Regions from separate parts of the Arabidopsis thaliana genome. Here region 2 is linked to region 1. Evidence: chromatin contacts called from public capture Hi-C data. All regions are on one chromosome and are shown on one strand. The core of a region is the stretch at or near the end of the contact, and the rest is flanking DNA. Distances in the headings are between cores, read along the strand shown.

Evidence for each region. Capture Hi-C pulls out chosen DNA fragments and counts their contacts.
Region 2: a capture Hi-C map of shoot shows a contact between it and region 1, with 2.2 times the contacts expected there. A contact is called at or near these places in 3 of 26 Hi-C or Micro-C datasets (leaf, rosette leaf and shoot) and 2 of 3 other capture datasets (seedling and shoot).

What each region holds. Positions count from the first base shown.
Region 1 is chr4:6,376,887-6,383,476 of TAIR10.1, reverse strand. It overlaps AT4G10290 (RmlC-like cupins superfamily protein), which reads left to right and starts at 1,648. Exons shown (of 2, transcript NM_117097.3): 1 at 1,648-1,878; 2 at 3,279-3,776. The coding sequence starts at 1,757. The coding sequence ends at 3,519.
Region 2 is chr4:6,430,484-6,436,984 of TAIR10.1, reverse strand. It overlaps NIP5;1 (NOD26-like intrinsic protein 5;1), which reads left to right and starts at 1,589. Exons shown (of 4, transcript NM_117106.3): 1 at 1,589-2,711; 2 at 4,437-4,856; 3 at 5,121-5,182; 4 at 5,260-5,824. The coding sequence starts at 2,475. The coding sequence ends at 5,455. AT4G05780 (a long non-coding RNA gene) reads left to right here and starts at 6,410. Exons shown (of 1, transcript NR_141911.1): 1 at 6,410-6,501.

The DNA.
Region 1 (6,590 bases), core at 399-2,898:
GAGTTATTTTGACTCTTTTCAAAATAATAAAAAAAAAAACTCACATTCTTCATTAGATTAAGATGACTTTTCACACTTGATTCAGAGGATTTTCTCTTTCTTTAAGAGGATTTTTTGCATTTGATCGACACTTAGAAAAACTTTGATTTTTAAACAACAAATATTTTTTAGAGAGAAGCTTATTAGATTTTCACAAAAAAAAATAGTTTTCATGTTGGGCAGGGACAAGCCTAAAACCATGAATGATTTTAAGAAAATACTAATGTAGAGCAAAAAATGGATTCTCGTAGAAATGATAATTAAAAAACTAAAAAACTTAAATGGGAACAAAAAGTTTTTCTTAAAAAACATTTCTAGGAAAACTAAAGCCTTCAATATTAGTTTGTAAGTAGATTCAGTTTTTCCAAAAATCTATACTATAGCCATTCAGGATTTTACAAATTTGGTTTTTCTAAATACAAAATTAGAGAATCCAGTTTTTGAGAGATTTTATCCATTTTCAAAGAAAAAACTTGAGAGATTTTAATTCATTTCCGAAGAAAAACTCAAAACTCTCTTCTTTGTTTTCTTTTCTTCTTTTTTCATATTTCAATTTTTATGATTAAGTAAATGCATTGTAGTCTTTGTTACAAAAATTCTTATATTATTGATTAATATATGAGATTTATATGTGTTAAGAAACATGTAATATATTTTAAACTTTTTGAAAGATTAATTGCTTTTTAATTGAAATTCTGTTTATTTATTTATGTGTAATTGTAAATATAAGACTAATGACAAAATCTGTAAATATCCTAGTAAAATTGGGTTGATAATCGCTTTGTGAACGACATTTCACCGTGACATTTTTGTTAATAATACGAGAGGATAATATTTTTATAAAAAATAATTATTGGATTCACTCCTAGCGGTGAATCTCTACTATTCACCAGCTCTTAAGATTTAGGGTTCAAATTTTACAATTCAAAAAAAATTGTATATCGATTTGAGTTTATAACAACAAGGTTTAGGGTTTAAATTTTATAATTAAACAAAATTATATGTCAGTTTGGGTTTATAAAAATGATAAGAATTTAGATTTTTACAATTAAATTGAATTACATGTCGGTTTGGTTTATAGAGATTTTGTTTCCTGAATTTGTTGTGTTTTATTATTTTAATTTTTATTTATTTTAAATATAGTATGATATGACATGTTGTGGTATTTTGATTGGTTTGACTAAGAGTATTTCTCAAGTAATTTATAATGGATAACATCTACTTATTCTATAAAATTCATCATGTCCTTGCGACCTGCATGAAATATAGGACTCGTATAACAATCTTGTGAATTTTATCATCTATCTACTTTACATATTTAACACAATCAAAAACTGATAACGACAACATCAAAATTATATTCATGAGATTTTTCATGTGTCGGGAGAGTCTCAATTAATTTCGTCCTTTTTCTATAGTGACATTACAAATATTTCGATTGTATTAATATCTTCGGTGTCCCTAAAAAAATCAGTACTAGCCACACTAAAAACATGGGACGGCACTATTTACGAGTACTAGAATTATAGCAACCACAACTTTCTCTCTGTTGTCATGTAGTTCAATGTGTTATTATCAGGACGTACAACCTTATTTCATTTACGGCAATGTTACCCTACTATCGTTGTTACGCGATGGTTTTAAATATGGACACATCTTTTATGAAACAACACATATTCATCTCTTCTTTGTTCATCATTTAGTTTGAGTTTCAACTATGGAACTTAATCATGATTCGATATTCGCTCCTGAGGTTCCCACTGAAATTCATGGAGTCAAGGTCATGAGACAAACTTCGGATGCTAAGCTTGCTGAACTCGGGGTTACCTCTTGGCAATTGTCGGTCTTCTTTCCTATACTTTTGATTTCTTTTTTTTATTTATATAAATTTCATTTCAATGGCATAAAATATATAGAAATTAGAGTTTTAAATAGTATTTTTATCCCTTAACGATTAAAAATACATAAAATTATCATGGGACACTAATTGCCTTAGTATTCCTATGGAATGGAGGTCAAGAGTCATGGTATGTTAATGTTGATCTAATTTCGCAAGTTACATCATTTTCTATTACTTTAGGATTTTCATTTGTTTTTGTTAACCATGAGATTTAAACCAAAATTTCGACATAACCTGAGAATCAGTATTCTTATCATTTAAATATTGAGTTTGAATAAGAAAATGTGGGGTATTGTTGGAGTTTATTATATTGTATACATAAACATATGAATATTTACATAAAAACAAAGAGATGTGTCGATTAAGGAAAATACACATGTACGATTGGTTGTGAAAAGACATCACAACAAAGAGGAAGATACGATAGAAAAATCTATTTCTTCTCCAAAATTAATTTATCAGAAACTCAAAGTAGATTTGTTAGGATTTTGTAAGGTGTTAATACAGAGATTGATAGTTGTATATTGTAAGATAAACACCCATAGAATCTACTTACATCAAAGTAGGGGCATAATTATGTCTTAGGAGATTGCGATATCGCAAGTCTCTATCAGCTTACGTTCATTCACGTAAGAAGAAGAAGAGATCATAAGTAAATTATTGTTTTAATAATTATGTATTAATTCAATAACAGAAACATAGTTATGTACGTGTGTGTTGATTTGCATCTATAATATTGGAACAACATTAAATCCATGAAGGTAAAACAATGATAAAATTGACGATGAGAACTTTCCAACAACATCTTGACTTCTTGTCCCAATAATCTATATACTGATATTCATTTAGTTAGGTCCTACAACAAGAAATATTTTTGATTTTTGACGGAATTTTTAGAGATTTACGTATAAGTCCGTCATAAATGTTTTTATATAGATTTTCAATGAATGGATCATCAAAAATCTTTGAAAGTTTCTGAGAAAGATAAATTCCCGATCATTAACTAGCAAATTTTGAAAGATTACTCGTAAATTGTACTACATCACATCGAAACTTTTGTTGAAATGTTTCTAGCGACTGCCTTTTCATATTGATCAAATGAAACCACCAAGATTGATACCTTAAATATATGCTATTGTGTTAGTCTTTCCAAAAAGAAAATAAACGAAGAAATATATATATTTTTGCTATATGGCAGGTGTTAAGCCTATGTGCTCGAACATTAGTTTAGGAAAAGAAACTGAAACACTGATCAACCTTAAAATAAGTTGCATTTGAAGTCATGAGTCATATGTACATGTATGGTTGACTAACTAACTGTGAGATCAAACTTAAGCAGATGGGAAAGCATGCCTCGCAAATTTCCATGGAAATTTAAGAAGACAGAAACAATGTACTTCGTCGAGGGGAAATTGAAAGTGAAAGTAGAAGACCATCACAAAGAAGGAGAAGCCTTAGAATTTGTGGCAGGGGATTTGGTTGTGTTTCCTCAAGACATGAATGTTTTTGTCGATGTAATTGAAGATGTGAAGAAACGTTATTATAGAGAGTCTGAGATTGAAGAATCTGAGTTACCTTAAAAAGCATAAATTAATGGATTTAAATCTTTTTACTTCATAAGGCAGCTAGACCTATATAAGTTTGTTTTAAATCTTGATCTAATATATGTCTTTACCTTGGGATTTGGTTCAAACCTGTAATTGTCTTCATTTTAGAATCCTTTAATTTGTTTCACAAAACACCATTATGAGGCAAAAACATATTAGAAACATCGGCCACAACATTTAAAAGAAACATATTAATGGCCTTTATGAAAAATGCCCAGTTATTACTTACTTACTTTTTTCCAAGCTTTTTATTTTTACTAATATAAAAATATTATTCCATAAATACCACTTAAATTTTATTTGATAATTGTTTGCTAACAAAAAAATATTTTATTTGATAATTTCGTTTAGTGAAGTTATTATATATTAACCAATTTTTTTACGAAGTTATTTTATATTAACCAATTTTTTTTAATCATCATATTTTTAACATTTTTTAATTAAAAGGTAATTGTAAAGTAATTATGTGTGGGAATTTTTTTAATTATAAAGAGTAGAACATGTATTAATTTTGTACATCATCTACATATACATTTTTGCAGGCATTTTGTGAAATAAATCCTGGAGTTAAGACTTATTTACAATGGTTAATACTGAATTTTAATTATTTAATTCTTTTTTAATTAATGGTTTAATTTTTTTACGAAATTAATTGTGTAACAAACCAAAAAGATTCAAAATATATGGCAATCTCATATGTCACGCGAAACACAATAAATTATTTTTTCCTTATCTCACCTACAATATTGACTAAATCTAAAACAACCAAAATTTGAAATTTTTGACTTATTTGTATTAAATTTCGGCATTAAATTAAAACAAACATTGTGAAACAAACCAAAATACATTTACAATCTCGTAAAATGAGCAAACCTAATTATATAGGGAATGTTCCGTAATAAGGCACTTTGGGAAAAAGTTTAGACAAAACAGGCACTTTCCAAGGTTGAGACACTTTTCTTTGTTTTTGGAGTGAAAATAGACCATTATACCCCAAATAAACTGAATCACGAAAAGAAGAATAACCGGTCATTGGTTTTGGTTTGTAATTGTGTGTACCAAACACGTGTAGAATAATGGGTTAATTCGGATCAAATGAACGTGGTAAGATTTGCAGTTTAAATAGAAGTTAATGAGAAATAATGACCGTCCGATCATATAACAATTAAACGGACGAGAAGATGGATTTGTCTGCAAACATAACTAACTTGCGTTATGTTAGGTCTTCAGAGATTGGTTTCACAACATAACTAACAAGACTTTGATAGCAATCTTATGTTTTCTGTAAACAATTAATAATAGAACTAAGAATGTTGTAGTAAAAATTGACTGCTTTTCAGTAATAATAAATATACATGTTCTAGTTATTTAATTTTATGCCTACCTGATTATCCACAACATCGTGTAGATCCATATCTTGATAGAGAGAGATTTTATACTGAAAGATATAATAATGATGTTGTGAAATTATTATACTTTACTAAGACATATTTACAAATGATAGATAGAGTGCATCGATAGACAGTTGTAGATGATAAGAAATACTTCCATTGGAGATAACCCAACTTTGGGATTATGTGTGGGAGATGATTGAGTATGTTGGTCAAGTTTGGAACTGATATCAAATACTAGATCACCAACAAAAAGCGATGCCTCCAATAAGAAGATTATTTAAATATCTATCCAAAAAATACTGTCCAATATTACAAGGACTGTAAATCATAAAGATAATTTAGTGTACATGTAGACCTTCATTTGCTCATTAGAATTTTTTTTCAGTTTGGGGATCTTTCAATGATTGGGATGCAGGAAGCCTCTCCAAAATGTTCTGATTGAGTTGAAGTAGAAATGAAGATGGTCAGAAAAACCATAAGAAACACGACCTTCAATAAGGAAAAAATGTAAGAAAGTATCCAAAAAATCATGTCCAACGTAACAAGGAGTAGACGATTAATAAAATTTGGTACCCCATTGTAGGTTTGTTGACTTGGATGTTCCCACTTGTATCGAAAATAGGATCTGACACAATGTTCCTAACCTAAATTTTGTTTTTAAAGTAAATTAGTCAAGTAATGACTTGCAAACTAAGGTGGGGTTTTAAAGTAAGGAGTGTCCAAACAACAGTACCTTCATGTTTGCGTATGAATGGACAGATTTCTTTGGATGACATCAATAACGATGATCACATGATGTGCAAAAGCAAGTCTAACTGATGTATTCACCCACTCGCCTAAAGAAATTAACAAAGTTAAAAGTTTGATATTATGTACTCTAAGGTTTTCTATTGACTAATCACATTATAATGACCAATTATATCAACACAAATGGATAAGTCAAATTACTCTTTTACAACTTAATACCAGACAATCAATGTTGAGTAGCAGTAAGAACAAAGTTAAATCAATATCCTAATCTGGCCATAGGATCACCTAAAGCTCTAGCATCCAAGCTTACATATTATTTCTTAAATCAATGATTTGATTTCTTCCAAAATGTAAGATTAAGAAATAGAACCTTTATATGGCTTTTTCCTTGAATTATCAAACACCAAGCTGTGCAGTCATGTATGGTCGTGGACAATGATTTTCAATTTTGTAACGACACATACGCTGCAAACAAAATGTGTGGTTGTCCATTACGGATTGTCCAAGTGTTGTAGTCCATATGTTCATCTTCTGTCCAATAGAGAACCTCAAGTACTGAATTTCAAACAAACTGGGCAGAGAAGTTATCAAACATTATCACAGAATTACGAACAAGATCTCCGAAGTCAACATGACAAAACTTTACCTTAGTTGTTCCGAAATTCTTGAACTTTTCTCGAAGTAACCTCAATTGAAATTGAAATTGAGTTTGGACAGTACGAGTTAAGAGTTTTTCAGGCAAAGTAAATCCAAATCGATTTAAGAAATTGCAGAGATTTAGAGGAAATGACAAGAGAATTGGGTTTGGTGTTTTACGGTTGAAAGAGCAAACGAGAGTGTAGTGTGAAAAGCAGTGGTGGTGGACAGTGACGGAGGAGATGGATATCCCGTCGCCGGAGT
Region 2 (6,501 bases), core at 340-2,839, 54 kb before region 1:
GCCACTAAATTACTTTTCCAATTGTCTGAAATTTACCCTAAAATAGGCTAATTTAGACGGTCTGAGGAATCTCTTTTTGTATGTCTAGTTAAAGTAACTAAAGTAATTAAACCCTTTTTGATAAAAAAAATTAAACCCTTAATTAATAATTTGATTTAATTCCAATAATCACAATCAATGGAACAAGTATAGTTGCTTTGCTTTATGTTGAATAGAACTAAACAATAATCACTTTGAGTTTTGACAAATCTCCTTTTTGTTTATTATCATAATACAACTCACGAAGCTCCTCCCCACGTTTCGGAATAATCATTCACTTTGATATTATACGGTATAATTGTACACACAAAAAGAAAAAGAAAAGAACCTACGAGGAAAGAGGGGGAGGTCATAGGAATAAATTAAAGAGATATATCTTCATCTTTTATTTTGTTCAAAAAAACAGAGTGCATTGTACAAATTGCATTTTTTTTGGGGTACCTAATGTAAGAGAATAATAAGCAAAGTGACACAATGTCATTTGTGTGTATATGGTATACCACAATATTGTATGTATTCTTTTGTCATCATAGATTTAGTTAAGTATGTTAACTTATTAGAGAAAGGGGTGTAATTAATGTTTTTTGTATGATATCTCATTTTGCAAGTAGTGTTAATCAATTATATTTATAAAATGTGATATCATGTCACAATATATTTTGAATTAAACTTCTTTTATTCGAATTAAACTTCATATTCTACAGCATTAAATACCTTTTTAACACAGAAAATCCATTATTTTTTGCCATCAACTATGTCAAATCTAAAAAATCAAGCCACTAACACGTTTTCATTTGGCCAACTAAGAAAATCTTAATCGTGAGAAATAGCACAAGAGATTTACTCATGTCATCGAATGCCAGTTTTGCAAAATATTGCGGACCTAAGTTATGTTGGACCTGTTTTACATTGTAGAATCATCGCGACGAAAATCCCATTGAAAAGAATTTAGATAAAGCGAACTTATGTCTAAAGCAATTGCTTTAGGTCAATTATTTGATAGTAATATTGTCAATTTTCAATGCTTCTTCACTAGACTTACACAAAGGGCCAACTTATGTCTAAGGTGATTGCTTTAGGTCATTTAAGTTAATCTCTTATTTTCTTTTCTTTTTTTGGACAAAAAAGTCATTTAAGTTAGTCTAAACTAGTTATATCTTGTATTATAAAATTTAGTTAAGATAATTCTTTTTTAACTCAAACACCTATTTCCTATCCTATGTTTTAATATAAGTGATGTTTAAGATTTTGGCACAAAATTAAAAGTCATTTCCTTTTTTATTTAATACAAAAATTATTTTTAACTAAATATTATCGCATCAATAATAAAACAAATTGTACAGATAAAAAAATATTACTTTAAAATAATAAAAAATTGAAAATATCAAATAAAATGAAAAAAAATCAGTGTGAAGAATATTAAATAAATAAATATATATATATATATATATATATTTGATATACACTTAAATTTAAGTTAATTTTATATATGAAAAAAAAAATGAAATTGGTTCTATTTAAATATTGTTACACGAATCAAACGCTCTTCCCTAGACTTAAGAGAAATTTTATATTCAATTATTGGAGGGTCGTGGGGTGGCGAATGAGTGATGCCCTCACCGCGCATGTGCAATTCCTAACCGTCACACACGGAGAGAATTACTTAGATCCAACGGTAACGAATCTGCCTGTGACAAAAGCACCGGTGACTTTAGCAGTTCAACAAAATCTCAAAAAGAGAGTCAGTAGATGAATGAAGCTGTTATATAAAAGCAATAAGATATTGGAGTTGACTTTTTTTTCTTATAATTCATTTTTTTGGGTTCAATGCATAATAATCTCTTTTCTATATAAAACACAAACACATATAAATATAACATAAGCTCAAAGACTAACCAAACCCATCATCTTCATTCCAACTTCTTTTCTCTTTTTATTCACAACCTTAGCTTTGAGAATCAGTCTTTGTTCAGTGTTAACGTAGGCATATCTCTCTATGTGTGTGTTGTCTTTGCTTTTTATAAGATTCGGTTTCTGAGTTTGGTTTTTATTTCTTAAGGTGGCTATCTTTCTTGTTCTTCTTCTTAAAACGTAGTAACAGCTTTATAAAAATCTTTCAAAGCATGTAAATTTAAGTCCTAGCTCCATTTTCGTTTTCTTCTTCTCAAAAAAAAAAACAAAAAAAAAGTTTTTGATCGATTGATGAGTTTTCTCATTTATTGATCTCTCTAGTTTTAACTTGTGTTTGGTGAAACCGGTACTGGCGAAGTTTAAAACACAAGTGTAAACACAAATTTATAAAAATTTCAAATCATGTAAATTTCGTCTCTATCAATTTATTTCCCCTCACCAAAAAAAAACAAAAAAAAATTAGAATTTAGTACTTTTATTTTAAACAAAAACCAAAAAAAAAACCAAAAAAAAAAACGTTGGAAATGGCTCCACCGGAGGCTGAGGTGGGTGCGGTAATGGTGATGGCTCCTCCAACGCCGGGGACACCGGGAACACCGGGAGGACCGTTGATCACGGGGATGAGAGTGGATTCAATGTCGTTTGATCATCGGAAACCAACGCCTCGATGCAAATGCTTGCCGGTGATGGGATCAACTTGGGGTCAACATGACACATGCTTCACCGATTTTCCCTCTCCTGATGTCTCCCTCACTCGCAAGGTTAGCCATCTTCCTCTTTTTATTTTATTTTACTCATAATTCTTAGTATATCTTATTTTTTTAATATATATAATTCCAAATTACCGTAAGAAAATCGACTACAAATTGTATGTTAAGTGGTTTGTGCTAGTAATATCAATATACTCATTCGTCACCATCCGGATCCATAACCGCATATTGCATATTGTCAGTAAACCTAACAATAGAATTACAGTCAAAATCATTAATATTTTACATATTTTAAGATTAAGAAAGTGTTATCAAAAGTTTTAAAATTTCTGGCTAGGAACCCTACGTAAGCCTAAAAATTACAATAGCGTTATAACCTTACAAAGTAAATATCTCATATTTTATTTTAATCTAATAAAAGAAATCCAATGGCTCGTTCATTAGAAAACATTGGAATCCACGTTGGGAAAATAATGAATTGGGAAAAAAAAAAATGAGATCGAGACAATATTATAAATATAGATGTACTATAGGGAAACTCACAAATCGATCGTAATTTATGGTTTTTGTAAGCTCTGAAATACAGAGAAGTAGTGACCAAAAGATAATACTTCTTTATTCTTGTAACCGATTTTTATTATTTATGTATATGATAAGATATTGAAAAAGATCATAGGGGTTTACGTCACACTTGGAGGAGGTTTTAACACGACATGAACTAGCAGTCGCAACCGAGAATTAAATTGGCAAATAGAAAGAGAGTGAAATTAATGTACAAACAAAATAAGTCTAAGAAAAACTAAGAGAAAATAATAGTATAACTCTCGAATTAAGGCCCACTCGATCTCAACTTAATTTATTCAATGGACACCGACTCACCTCATATTTCAATTTTATGGACTATATGTATGTTAGTTTATTGATCTTGTAACAATTAGTTTATTGTTCTTGTGACAATGAGCTAATAGTCTTGACTATGATAACATTAATAAAATTAACACGCAAGTTGCGTAAATATAATGGTTTGTTTTTGTTTTGACGAAAAATAAAACGGTCACGCTTATTTATACTAAACGAAAAATAGTTAGATTTAATCGGTTTTGTTTTGCAATGACGAATACAAAGTAGTTAAATATTACGTCAATTTACTTGTATTGTTTTTGTGAAAGATCTATGTTACGTATGGTTTGGTTAGGTCTTTGATTCATTTAATTGTTGTGAGCGTTTTCTTTTTCTGTCCATGACGGAAGCAGCGCCACCGGATGGGATTCTTTTAGCGCAATCCACGGCTCTTGTCCTTTTATCATAACCAATAATATTACTCTCTAGAGTTAATCATTAACCAATAATATAACTCTAGAGTTAATCATTAACCAATAATATTAAAGTAGTGTTGTAATTCTTATGATTAGTGTTAATTATTTACGAATTTTTTCCTTGATATATAACATATGATTAATATTATGATTGGTTGATGCTCGTTAACGTGGAGGAGGATATAGACAGATCACACGCTATAATACTAACCGTTGACTGTATTTTACTAACTAGTAACTACTAATGACAAATTTTGAAAAATTGGACAGCAGAAATAATACTAATTCAATAGTTTTATTGCTTCGACTCAGAACCCTCTAGTTATTAAAAAGAAATTTTTTATTTTCAAGAATACAAAAACTGTATTCTTGTTAGACAAGAAACATCTCTTTCTTACTCTCTAGCCTCTATTCATCTAGTACTTGTTTAACATTGCTATCTTGTATGTGTGTAATGCAGCTTGGAGCCGAGTTCGTGGGAACATTCATCTTGATATTCACCGCGACAGCCGGTCCAATCGTGAACCAGAAATACGATGGAGCAGAAACCCTAATCGGTAACGCTGCATGCGCAGGACTCGCAGTGATGATCATAATACTCTCAACAGGTCATATCTCAGGGGCTCACCTAAACCCATCACTGACCATAGCATTCGCTGCTCTAAGGCACTTCCCTTGGGCACACGTCCCTGCTTACATAGCGGCTCAAGTCTCAGCTTCCATTTGCGCTTCATTCGCACTTAAAGGAGTGTTCCATCCTTTTATGTCCGGTGGTGTCACTATTCCATCTGTTAGCCTTGGACAAGCCTTTGCTCTTGAGTTCATCATCACTTTCATTCTCCTCTTTGTTGTAACTGCCGTCGCTACCGACACTCGTGCCGTAAGTCTCTCTTTCTTTACAACTTTTTGAGGTTTTCTTTACAAAAATTAGGGTTTTGATATTTATACATCCAAAAACATTTTAAGAGGAAAAAATTTTTTTTGATGGGATGGTCCTTTAGTATATAACCTCTATACGTAAAGAAACACGAATACAATAAAATAGATCAACGCATCATGCATCCTATACAGATTAAATAGCCAGTGATAGTAATTTAGTAACTAACCCTAATTAAAATCTTTCTTCATTGGGTTTAATGAGCAGGTTGGAGAATTGGCAGGTATAGCCGTTGGAGCCACGGTCATGCTCAATATTCTAGTCGCAGGGTATGTCCATATTAAAGGTTTTTTAAGAGTCTTTACTTTAATAAAAAAGTTTCTAAAACACTTCGGGTTTTTGCCAGGCCATCGACTGGTGGATCTATGAATCCTGTGAGAACTCTAGGACCAGCCGTTGCATCAGGAAACTATAGGTCACTATGGGTGTATCTGGTGGCTCCTACACTTGGTGCCATATCTGGTGCAGCGGTCTACACAGGTGTTAAGCTTAACGATAGCGTGACTGACCCGCCTCGTCCGGTTAGGAGCTTTCGTCGTTAAGTGAGTGAGAGACTTGTTTACAAGTCTTTTGCTTTGTATAATTTTACTGTATGATTATGTAATGATATGAAAAAGCTTTGGAAGCTTGTGTGAAGAATAAAAGGCGATGTGACTATAAGTCCACGCATGGCATCGGTCTATATAAACCTGATGCGAACTTGTCTCGTCATTGTCAAATTGTGTCTGTGTAATAATACACTTTTATGTGTGGTTTGGGTTTCTTTGTTGGTTTGCTGTTGTATGTTACCTCGGAGACGAGGCTGTTTTTATTAATAAAATCTATGGCATGTGTAATGTGTTGTGTGTGTAAAGAAGTTTCTGTTCAAAACATTGTTTACAACATTGATTGAACTATTTCTTATGTCGGAGATTTTGTGAAATAGCAATCTAAAGATTCGGTTCAATTTAACACGCACAAAAGAAACCATTAAGGGACGGTCACGTTAAAGAAAATTAAGTGGACATGAATTTTACAAAGATATGGTCCAAATAAGCCCATGTAACACGAACAAAAGTGGCATTCACCTACAAATCCAACGAGTTTTTTTTTTTTTTTTTATTATTATAATTAGAAGCAAACCATTTAAATTTGACAACGTTTCTTTCATGAAATGTTAAATTTCTTGATAGAAAAATAAGAGTTTATATACAAAAGTGGGAGACGACAAAACGCGATGGTTAAACTAATGAATGGTTCGAGCACGACACCATCTTTGAAGAAGCAAACGTAGCTATGGACACTCTTTTTTCTTTTTTTTTTTAAACAGTAGATAAACTACTCGATCGATTAGATATTGAGTTTTCAATAATACGCATAAGATAATTAGTCGGATGTTGTGTAGGTTATGCCGACCATCATTCTGTTCTTTCCAAATGTAATAGATAATTGTTTACAAAATAAAAAAGAAGATATTTGTCTGGAAAAGTAACCGAAGTAAGTTATAGGTAAGAGTACCAAACTGAAGCGTGGGGAGAAGGTGAAGAGTGCATCCCAATCTGGATCCGCGTTTGTCCCAAACTGAAGCGTGGCGAGAAGGAGATCACCA